Linked DNA regions of Mus musculus: region 1 is linked to region 2. The links are chromatin contacts, called in public promoter capture Hi-C maps. All regions are on one chromosome and are shown on one strand. The core of a region is the stretch at or near the end of the contact, and the rest is flanking DNA. Distances in the headings are between cores, read along the strand shown.

Evidence for each region. Promoter capture Hi-C pulls out the DNA fragments that hold promoters and counts their contacts.
Region 1: a contact with region 2 is called in a promoter capture Hi-C map of liver, with 5 times the contacts expected there. The contact joins the promoter of Plekha7 here to the promoter of Rps15a in region 2. A contact is called at or near these places in 3 of 39 promoter capture datasets (cranial neural crest, liver and pre-B cells), 2 of 484 Hi-C or Micro-C datasets (CD4 T cells and the G1E-ER4 cell line), 5 of 115 datasets of contacts at active chromatin or transcription factors (astrocytes, embryonic midbrain, embryonic stem cells and 2 more) and 2 of 9 other capture datasets (adipose tissue and embryonic stem cells).

What each region holds. Positions count from the first base shown.
Region 1 is chr7:116,306,656-116,311,570 of GRCm38.p6, forward strand. Plekha7 (pleckstrin homology domain containing, family A member 7) reads right to left here and starts at 1,721. Exons shown (of 27, transcript NM_001305185.1): 1 at 1,596-1,721; 2 at 1,417-1,493; 3 at 1,270-1,327. The coding sequence starts at 1,678.
Region 2 is chr7:118,113,416-118,118,190 of GRCm38.p6, forward strand. Rps15a (ribosomal protein S15A) reads right to left here and starts at 2,732. Exons shown (of 5, transcript NM_170669.2): 1 at 2,721-2,732; 2 at 1,694-1,831; 3 at 1,370-1,449. The coding sequence starts at 1,826.

The DNA of each region.
Region 1 (4,915 bases), core at 471-2,970, 1.8 Mb before region 2:
TTGAACTCGAAGGGTTTTGTTCCTTAAACATTTTTCTGAAATGTTTTGCCCCTACTGGTCACCACAGCAAGGGTCCTTCTTGTCATTCAAATTCCAAATGTCACCTGCTCAGAAAAAAAGTCATCAGGACCTACCAGTCCCATCAGCCATCCAATCACTTCAAGTCACATCCCCTCATGTTAATTTTCCGCACAGCAGTCACCGTTACCTGCTATTATTATTTGTTCACTCTTTGTTCCCTTTCCTCCCGTGGGTTACAAATTGACGAACAGAAATAGTGAGCACCTCCCTTGCATAGAGCACATCCATCAGCAGCCACTATACAAGAGTCCCATGTGACAAAGGAGGCTCGGGGACTTTCTTCACATATTCTGATCCAGATCTAAACATTGTTTCCAAGTTGGTGAAGAAATGAATTCTGAGTCACGGTCGCGCACAGTACACCGAGTGCCAGTCAAACCATGGAGCGCCAGACCTTTGGCTAGTTCATTCATTCCATAAACAAACATTTACAGAGCTCCTACTCTATGCCAGGCACCGACTGACTGGGGCAAACGATCAAAGGCAAGTTCTGACTCCCAGGACCCACAGGAAGCAGAGGGAGGAACGCTGCAACACAGGCACCTTGCCCGACTGGGAAAAGTGAAGACTGTACACTCGTGTCCCCTTACAACTTCGAGATCAGATCCACGCGGACCAACAGACCAAGAATAACTTGGGACAGCGCCCAGAGGCTCAGGCGGCAAAGCTCCCGTTCTACTAGCCCGGGCAGAGCAGATCGTCCGCGTTCCTCGGCGTTCGGCGCCCGCCGAAGACGCGCGGGTAGAGTTCCAGGAATATCATTGGCTGCCTGGGAGCCCCACCCCCATCCCATCCCTGAGAAGCAAGGATGCGGCGGCCCGGGTCGCGCTCCAACTCTCCACGGCGAGCCCAGCCAGCGCGGCTAGAGTAGCGTCGGGGCCCCTCTTCCCCCTCCCCCACGCCCAAGCCCTCAGGCCACACTCCCGACCCACGCGAGCCCTACTCCCCGCCACCCGCCACTGTGCCCAGCGCAGGCCCCCGGGGTAGGCGTGTCCCGGGGGAGCCTTGGAGTTTGCAGGCTCGGCCACCGGCGGGCGGGACCTGGCCAGGCCCCCTGCGGCGCTGCGAACCCCCGTACGCAGCCGTCCCCCCGAGCCCGCCACCGTCAAGCAAACAAACCCCGAGCGCCGAGCCCGCCAAGGCTGCGGGAGAGCAAGGCAGGTGCGGCCGCGGTGCGGATTCACTTACTCGATGAAGAAGCTGGCGCCCTCCTCCGTGAAGCCCTCCTCCCAGCCGCGCGGCAAGTCTGCGGGAAGGCGAGAAAAGTTGGTCAAACTAGCGCAGCCGTGGCGACCCCGCTCCGCACCCTGCATCCCGCACCGACCCAGCGCCCACCTGAGCGGATCATGTGACCCGAGTTGACCGGTTCGCCGGTCCGCGGGTGCAGCCAGGTCGTGCAGCGGAGCTGGTCACTACGGGAGAGGTGCACCTGTTAGCGCCGCCGCCCTCCACGCCCGCCCGCGGCCCCAGCCCCAGCGCACGACCCCGTCCGGGTGTCGCCGCCCCTCACGCACTTGATGAAGAAGACGCGGCCGTCCCGACAGACGCCATAGGACCAGTGCTCAGGTAGGGTGTCCCGCCCGACCGCAGCCGCCATGTTCGCCCAGCGCCTGAGCCCCGGGCCGGGGGAGGGGGGGGGATGGGTTAAGGGGCGGGGTAAGGGGCGGGGCGAGGAGATAGGGGTGCAAGTTGTTGGACAGAGTGAGTGGGAGGGACGAGAAACGGGGAGCTGGAGTAACTAGGAGTTGGAACAAGGAGTTGGGTAGGGATAGGGAGGGGAGGACAAGATCTGAGGAGGGATAGGGAGAAGGGTGCATTGGAAGAAATGAGGGGGAGAGCAGGAAGGAGTGGAGAGGGGCTGAGACAAGAGGGACTTGGACCGACCCTACTGGGTTCCCCTGTGGTGGGTGCAGCGTGGGCTCCCAGCCTTGGTGACTCGCAGTTCGAGGTCACGGCCGGTGCTTCCAAAGTTCACTGGTGGAAGGCCGGCCGGAGCAAGGCACAAGGCCCCGCAGCCTTTGTCCCCGAGACTCGCGGGCGAAGGAACAGTCTAGCCCCCCCCCATCCCCCACCCTTGACACACACACCCTTGCTCCAGGAAAAGCAGGCGACCTGCACACCTCTGCTTCTCCTCCCCCCTACCCCGGAAGTGTGCTTCTTTCTTAGACAAGGAACACCGAACAGGTTTCTGCTGGATTCCGGAGCAACCTCCAAGTCTAATGTAAAATAGGAGAAAAGCTTGCCTGTGATTCCAGGCCTGGGGAAACTGAAACAGAAGGATTGCTGAGAGTTGGAAGACACAGAACTGCTTGACAGAGTTTCAGTGCAGCGCGGGTTACTATGAGACTCTGTCTCAAAAAACAAAAAGGTAGGGGCTGGAGAGATGGCTCAGCAGTTAAGAGCACTGACTGCTCTTCCAGAGGTCCTGGGTTCAAATCCCAGCAACCACATGGTGGCTCACAACCATCTGTAATGGGATCCGATGCCCTCTCCTGGTGTGTCTGAAGAGAGCAACAGTGTACTCACATACATTAAATAAATCTTTAAATTAAAAAAAAAAAAATGCGTGTCGTCCCCCCCCCCCCCCTTCTGAAGCTGTAGAGATCACAGGCAAAAAAGAGAATGCTGGGTCTGGATCTCCCTGCTCTCATTTTGGAAGAGCTGTCAAGCCGAGCTCTTTACCTACTTAGGTCTTGGGGAGCGCTCCTGAACCCCCCAGAGTAAAAGGAAACCCTTAGCTCACTCATTTGCTCCTAATTGACGTTTGTGTGTTTACTCTTTTGCGTCAGTTGGACAAGAGAAGGGGTTTTGGTCTGCCCCAAACTCCAGGACCTGGGCGCCTGAACTATCTGCCTCAGCCTTTAAACTGCAACTCCTCAGCAGCAGAAGAGCAGAAGAATGCAAAACACTCAGACACTCTGTCACATTGCAAGTGGGCGGAGCAGCAGCCGGAAGCTAGGCGCTGGGCAAGGGTCAGGCCAGCCTTGCAGAGACAAAAGCTGCGGGTCTAAGGAGTCTCACAAGAGGGTGCAACTGTCTGCACTGGGCACTGGAATGAGAGATCAGTAGGATGGACCCTGAAGGGGGCACAGCCGGAGCTCTCCCGGTGTTTCTTGACCTGTGGGTCGCGAGCCCTTGGGGTAGCATGTCAGATATCTATTCTGTATATCAGATATTTACCTGCATTATGATTCTCCTTCTCCTTCTCCTTCTCCTTCTCCTTCTCCTTCTCCTTCTCCTTCTCCTTCTCCTTCTCCTTCTCCTTCTCCTTCTCCTTCTCCTTCTCCTTCTCCTTCTTCTTCTTCTTCTTCTTCTCCGTTTTTTTTTTTTTTTTGACACAAGGTTTTTCTGTATATAGCCCTGGCTGTTCTGGAACTCTGTAGACCAGGCAGGCCTTAAACTCAGAAAAACACCTGCCTCTGCCTCTCAAGTGCTGGACTAAAGTGTGCGCCACCACTGCCTGGCTGCATTACGATTCTTAACAGTAGCAATGAAATAATTTTGTCGTTGAGGGTGACCACGACATGACTGCTGTTCCAGAGGATCCTCTGAAGCAGTCAGGAGGGAGAAAGGCGCTGTGGTTGGGGATGCAGAGCCCTCAGCCTCTGACCCAGTTCTTCAAATGAACATAGGGAAATAGCATGTCTTATTAAACACTCATTTGAAAGCAATATATTAAATGGACAAGAATATGAACTCACCACAGTTAATAGAAATGAAACACAAGTGGCTTTTAAGCATATGGGAAGGTAGTTGACCGTCAAGTATACAAATGAAAATTACAGTGGGAGATTCTATTTCGTAGATGTCAGATTACCATGGGCTGGTGAGATGGCTCAGCAGGTAAGAGCACCCGATTGCTCTTCCAAAGGTCCTGAGTTCAAATCCCAGCAACCACATGGTGGCTCACAACCATCCGTAATGAGATCTGACTCCCTCTTCTGGTGTGTCTGAAGACAGGTACAGTGTACTTACATATAATAAATAAATAAATCTTTAAAAAAAAAAAAAGAAAACCATTCTTGTTCATTGTTGCTGGGACTACAAAATGATTCTGCCTTCTTGTGATGGTTTGTATATGCTTGGCCCAGGGAGTGGCACTATTAGGAGGTGTGGCCCTTATTGGAGTAGGTGTATCACTGAGGGCCTGGGCTTTAAGACCCTCATCCTAGCTGCCTGGAAGCCAGTATTCTGCTAGCAACCTTCAGATGAAGATGTAGAACTCTCAGCACCTCCTGCACCTTGCCTACCTGGATGCTGCCATGCTCCCACCTGATGACAATGGACTGAACCTCTGAACCTGTAAGCCAGCCCCAATTGAATGTCCTTTATAATAGTTGCCTTGGTCATGGTGTCTATTCACCGGAAATAGAAAACCCTAAGACATTCCTTGAAGGCAGTTTGGCAGCAGTTGTTACACATTGCTTTGACCGGACAACCCCATGGGAATTTATCTGACATGAAATAGTACATCTCTTCAGTGTGGCTCAGCTGCTGAGAGTGATGGCTCAGAGGTTAAGAGCACTTGCTGTTCTTCCAGATGACCTGAGTTCAATTCCCAGCAACCACATGGTGGTTCCTAACCATCTGTAATGGGATCTGGTGCCCTCTTCTAGCCTGCAGGCATAAATGCTGGCAGAACCCTGTATACATAATATCTAGGTAGGTAGGTAGGTAGGTAGATATAGATAGAGATAGATAGATAGATAGATAGATAGATAGATAGATAGATAGAATCTTTAAAAGAAATAAAGACTGCATACTACTGTTGCAGAGAACCTGCCTGGGTTGGGGTCCCAGCAACCAGCATATTGGGTCACAACCATTTGTACTC
Region 2 (4,775 bases), core at 1,482-3,981:
AATTCAACTTAATGTCCTTGAAGACAGGGTTCAGCTCCTTTTTACTTCCTGGAGCCCCTTTAATATTTTAATAACCACATATTTTATATTTTCCGTTCTCAGCTTGCTACGTGTGTTTAAAATGCTCTTCGATGAGACTTAACCAGAGAACAAAGTTTTCAAGACTTCCTTTCACCTTAGCCTCAGGCAGACTTCAGAAAAGGTCAAAAAAGCCACCAAGCTCTTCACCAAAATACCACAAACAGTCTCTAGGCCACATACTGAAGTTCTTCTCCACTGAAACCTTAGGCCAGGTCTGCACAGTCAAATCACTCTCAGTAACAAAGTCTTCCATACTCCTACTAGGATAGCTCATTAGGCCCCACTTACAGCATTTCACTGCTTTCCAAATCCAAAGTCCCACAATCCTTTTTCCAAACAAAACCATGTTCAGGCCAATCACAGTAATATCCCAGTCTCTGGTACCAACTTCTAAATCAGTAGGTGTTACTTAAATTTTAACAAGTTCTGGATATTGCGAACAACTTTTTGAAAAAATTGTCAGAACAGCAATGACCTCACCAACTTAACTGTTCACCACATGACTAGAGCAGTTTTCACACTTCCTAATGCTGCAATCCTTTAACAAAATTGGTAGTAGCCCCAACAATAAAATTACTTCACTGCTACTTCATAACTGTACTTTTGCTGTAACGGAAGTATCTGATTCTGATGGCCTTAGCCCACGACCCCTCTCTGAAAGGGTCACACAAGTAGGACTAGAGGGCCTCAAACTCCTTACAGATCAGAAGGCTCTTCCGCACTATCACTAGCTTATTGACAATGCCCCAAACTGCTATTAAACCATGGAGTCAGAAAGTCTATTTGGCTATGCTGATGACAATTAAAACTGACGAGCAGCCTAGAACTCAGACAGCTACAACCTACACCAACAGACCATGAACTCTTAGCCACTTACTCAAGATTAACAATTTTATTAAAAGCCAGCACACCACTGGACAAGTGCATCGTGTAACTTTAATACAGCAGTTTGACAGAGTATAGATCAACCTCTCTATGTGTTGAGACTTCCATCTTGAAAATAAACAGGCCACACACACCACCAGTACAAGACTGAGTTATTCATACACTGAGCCATAGTTTAAGCTACTGAAATCAGCAGTTTCCCACTCCAGCGTTACCAGAGTTTAGCTCTATCCCACACAAAACTAACCAATAATTTGAACAAGTAACCAAAGACACCAAGTGAAATGTGGGTACTAAAACAGAAGCATAGCCTTAGCCAATTCCTTAAATCAGGGAAGTAGAGCAAGAATGACAACACTGTGAAGTGGCAGACAGCTGCAATTTGAGAAGCAAGATGTCTTACCTTGTTCAACCTTCCTGTGAGGTTCACAACAATCTTCCCAGCTCTGTGATCATCAATGATCTCAAATTCACCAATGTATCCTATAAAACAAGTGACCAGCGTCAAACCAGACATCAATTTGAGACCTAAACCTTTACGCCAACACTAACTTTTTGCCTATTAGATTTTTCTCTCATCTGAGTCTCTGCATCAGAATTCTGAAAGCTCCGTATCACATAAAAATTTTTGGGAGTTAGCATCAACACACCCATTCTTTTCTTGAACGGTTACTGTCTTTCCCTCCCAGATCCAGCACTGTCAAAAACCCAAGACACCAATACTCACCGTGCTTCATCATCACGGTTAAGAACCGAACGATGACTTTAGAACATGGCCTGATGAGGACCTGGCGTTTGCCTCTCTTCTCAGCGTTGTTGATGCTCTTGAGAGCATCCGCCAGAACATTCATTCGCACCATGGTGGCTGTGGAAAGAAAAGCCGGGGTTTGCATCAACACCCAATCATGCTGTCCTACCCCCATTAGCTTTTCCTAGGTCTAAGCAACATTCCCAAGAACCAGGAAAAATTCACTACAATTTCCCGACTGTTCAGCACTGTTCTTCAGAGTCTAGCCCTCCAAGACACTCCTATTCATACCACCCACCACACAAAATAGCTGGGGAGAGAATGACACAAGCCGAGCCTCACCACACAGAAGATAGCCTTCGAAATGGTGGGACCGACCAGCTAGCCAAACTGAAAGTGGGGGTGCGGGAACTGTCATTAGGAAAAAGTTCTGGCACCGTCTGCCAAGATTTTCAAAGCCAGCAGTGTGTCAAGAGGTTAACGCGACTTAACTCATTTACAGGTAACCATTTAACACACAGACACACACACACACCCCCTTTCGGGAGAAGAGGCAGTACGTGACAGGGAGCCCAGCCAGCCTACTGAACGGCCACAACCCATAGGCTACCTCCACGGCTCCTCAGGACGCTGCCAAGGCGTATTTTACGCGCCAAGAGTAAACCACGACGTGGTTCCCTAACTCGGCAGTGAGTGGCTGAGCCTAACTCCCCGCGCCAACCCTGGCCACGGCCGCGTGGGACACTCGGGACTCCAGAGCTCCCGCAGACACCGGAGGCTGCAGGGCCCACGCGGGCCACCGTCCCCGCCGGCCCGAGCCGAGCCCGGCCTGTTGCAGTGGGCCGGCTCCCGCAAAGGGCTACCCATAGCCCCCGACCCCGGCAGACGGAGACTACGGCCCCTGCAGGGATCTATAGGCCCACGGGACTCCGAAAGCGAACACGGGGTAAAGGGATGGCACAGATACCACACGGATGAACACGGAGTTTCACAAACACTCACTCACCGGCGAGGGAAGATGGCAGAAAGAGAGTGGGCCGGGCAAACGCACGGAATTATGGGAAGCGGAAGCGCTATCGCGAGACTTCATGGTCACACACTTAAAAAAAAAAAACCCAAAACCCTGTGATTTCTTATAGGACAACCAATGCGAGGGCGGGGCCTCCTCTGGGAGGGGCAGATGAAACTAGAAATGGTGGGCTGCTAGTCGCTCTGAAACTCGCGGCAGTCCTGCCTCAGCCTCTAGGGTTTTGGCATTAACGCCACTGCGGGTTCTTGCGTTTAGTTTTGTTTGCCACAATGAAACTCACTAGGTAGCTTCGGCTGGGCTGGAACTATGAAGACCAAGCTGACTTCTAGCCTCCACCTGCCTCTGCCTCCCAGTGCTGAGATTAAACATCACAGCACTTGGCTTTTGTTATTATTGTTTTGGTTGGTTTGGCTTGAATTTGGCTTTTGGAGACCAGTAGTGGCCCAATGCTGTCCCCGGAGTCATGAAAATCTTGACTAGTAACAGGGATTACTGCCATGGTCCGCTTCTCTCGCTCTCTCTCTCTTTTTTTTTTTTTTTTTTTTTTTTGTTTGTTTTTTTGTTTTTCGAGACAGGGTTTCTCTGTATAGCCCTGGCTGTCCTGGAACTCACTGTAGACCAGGCTGGCCTCGAACTCAAAAATCCGCTTGCCTCTGCCTCCTGAGTGCTGGGATTCAAGGCGTGTGCCACCATGCCCGGCTTAAGGTCCACTTTTCTTCCTCCTCCTCCTCTTATTATGCAGCCCTGTGATCTGTCTGCTTCACTTTTGTAACTGGGGTTACACTCCTCCTCCTCCTCCTCCTCCTCCTCCTCCTCCTCCTCCTCCTCCTCCTCCTCCTCCTCCTATTATGCAGCCCTGTGATCTGTCTGCCTCACTTCTGTAACTGGGGTTACACCTCAAGTGAATCTGTTGACTCCTAGCCTGGACCATTAAGCTTCAAGCCTACAGAGGTTCGGGAAGCTTCGTTCATTGCTGTTCACACTAAGTCTGGAGAAGCATCTGCCACATAGTAGGTCCTCGACATATAGTTGAAGAAAAAACTGAATGGACAAATCAGTTTCTCCATCTCTAAAACAGGGATGATAGAACCACTCAGAGGAGCTTTTGAGAGACCACACAAATGTGGCAGTGCTCAGCAGTGTTTGGCACAAGATTTATTTCCCCCAGAGGAACAAAGGACAGGGAATGAGAGACAAAGACAGGAGATAGAAGGTGAGGGAGAGGGGAACAAGGGAGAGGGAGGGAAAGGATGTAAGTCCTGGGAACAAAGAACTGCCTCTGCATAGAGAGGAGACAGGTGTGGCCCTTGAGCAAACGACAGTTTATGAGGGTAAAGGGGGAAAAAACCTCTTGTTAGGATGAAGTGTCTAACTCTGGTTAGACACGTTAATTAGGGTAGCTGCAAGGGGACTTTTGGTTGCTGGACCTCCATCCTTTGAAAGCTGGACCTTGGTAGTCAGCCTCAGAAGGAAGTGAGCAAATAAGTGACCAAATAAGAGAGCTTTAGGAATGTAACCTAATAGTTTTTAGAAAAGAGGAAGGGAGAAGAAAAAGGCCCGCCAGAACCATCTTTGTCATGCTCTGGCCGCCAGAGTCCCCTTCATCTTCTCTCACAACAGGGGAAGTCTTCATTCCCAGTCATAATTCACCCCACAAAAGGACCACAGGCTTTCCCAAGGTTTATAAGGATTTTGAGCACAGGTCTATTTCAGACTGACCTCAAACTCACATCCAGTCTCCCAATTTCCTTAACATGGACCCAATAGGAATGACTTCAGGAATTCAGATCAAAGCAGCAGTGGGGAGGGGTGGTAGTTAATGAATCTGAGATCCTAGTTAGTTCTGTGGGGATTTGGCTAGCTGATCCCAGTGTTGTGACCTTGGTGTGCCACAGAATCTAGATGGCCCCAGGCTGATGAGCTCCTAGAGGGGGTGTGTGTATGTGTGTGCACTTGTATAGAAATTGGGAAATTTGGGGTGGCTGGGCTGGAGGGAAGTGGAAAAAAAAGAACCCAGTAAAAACTGACTCA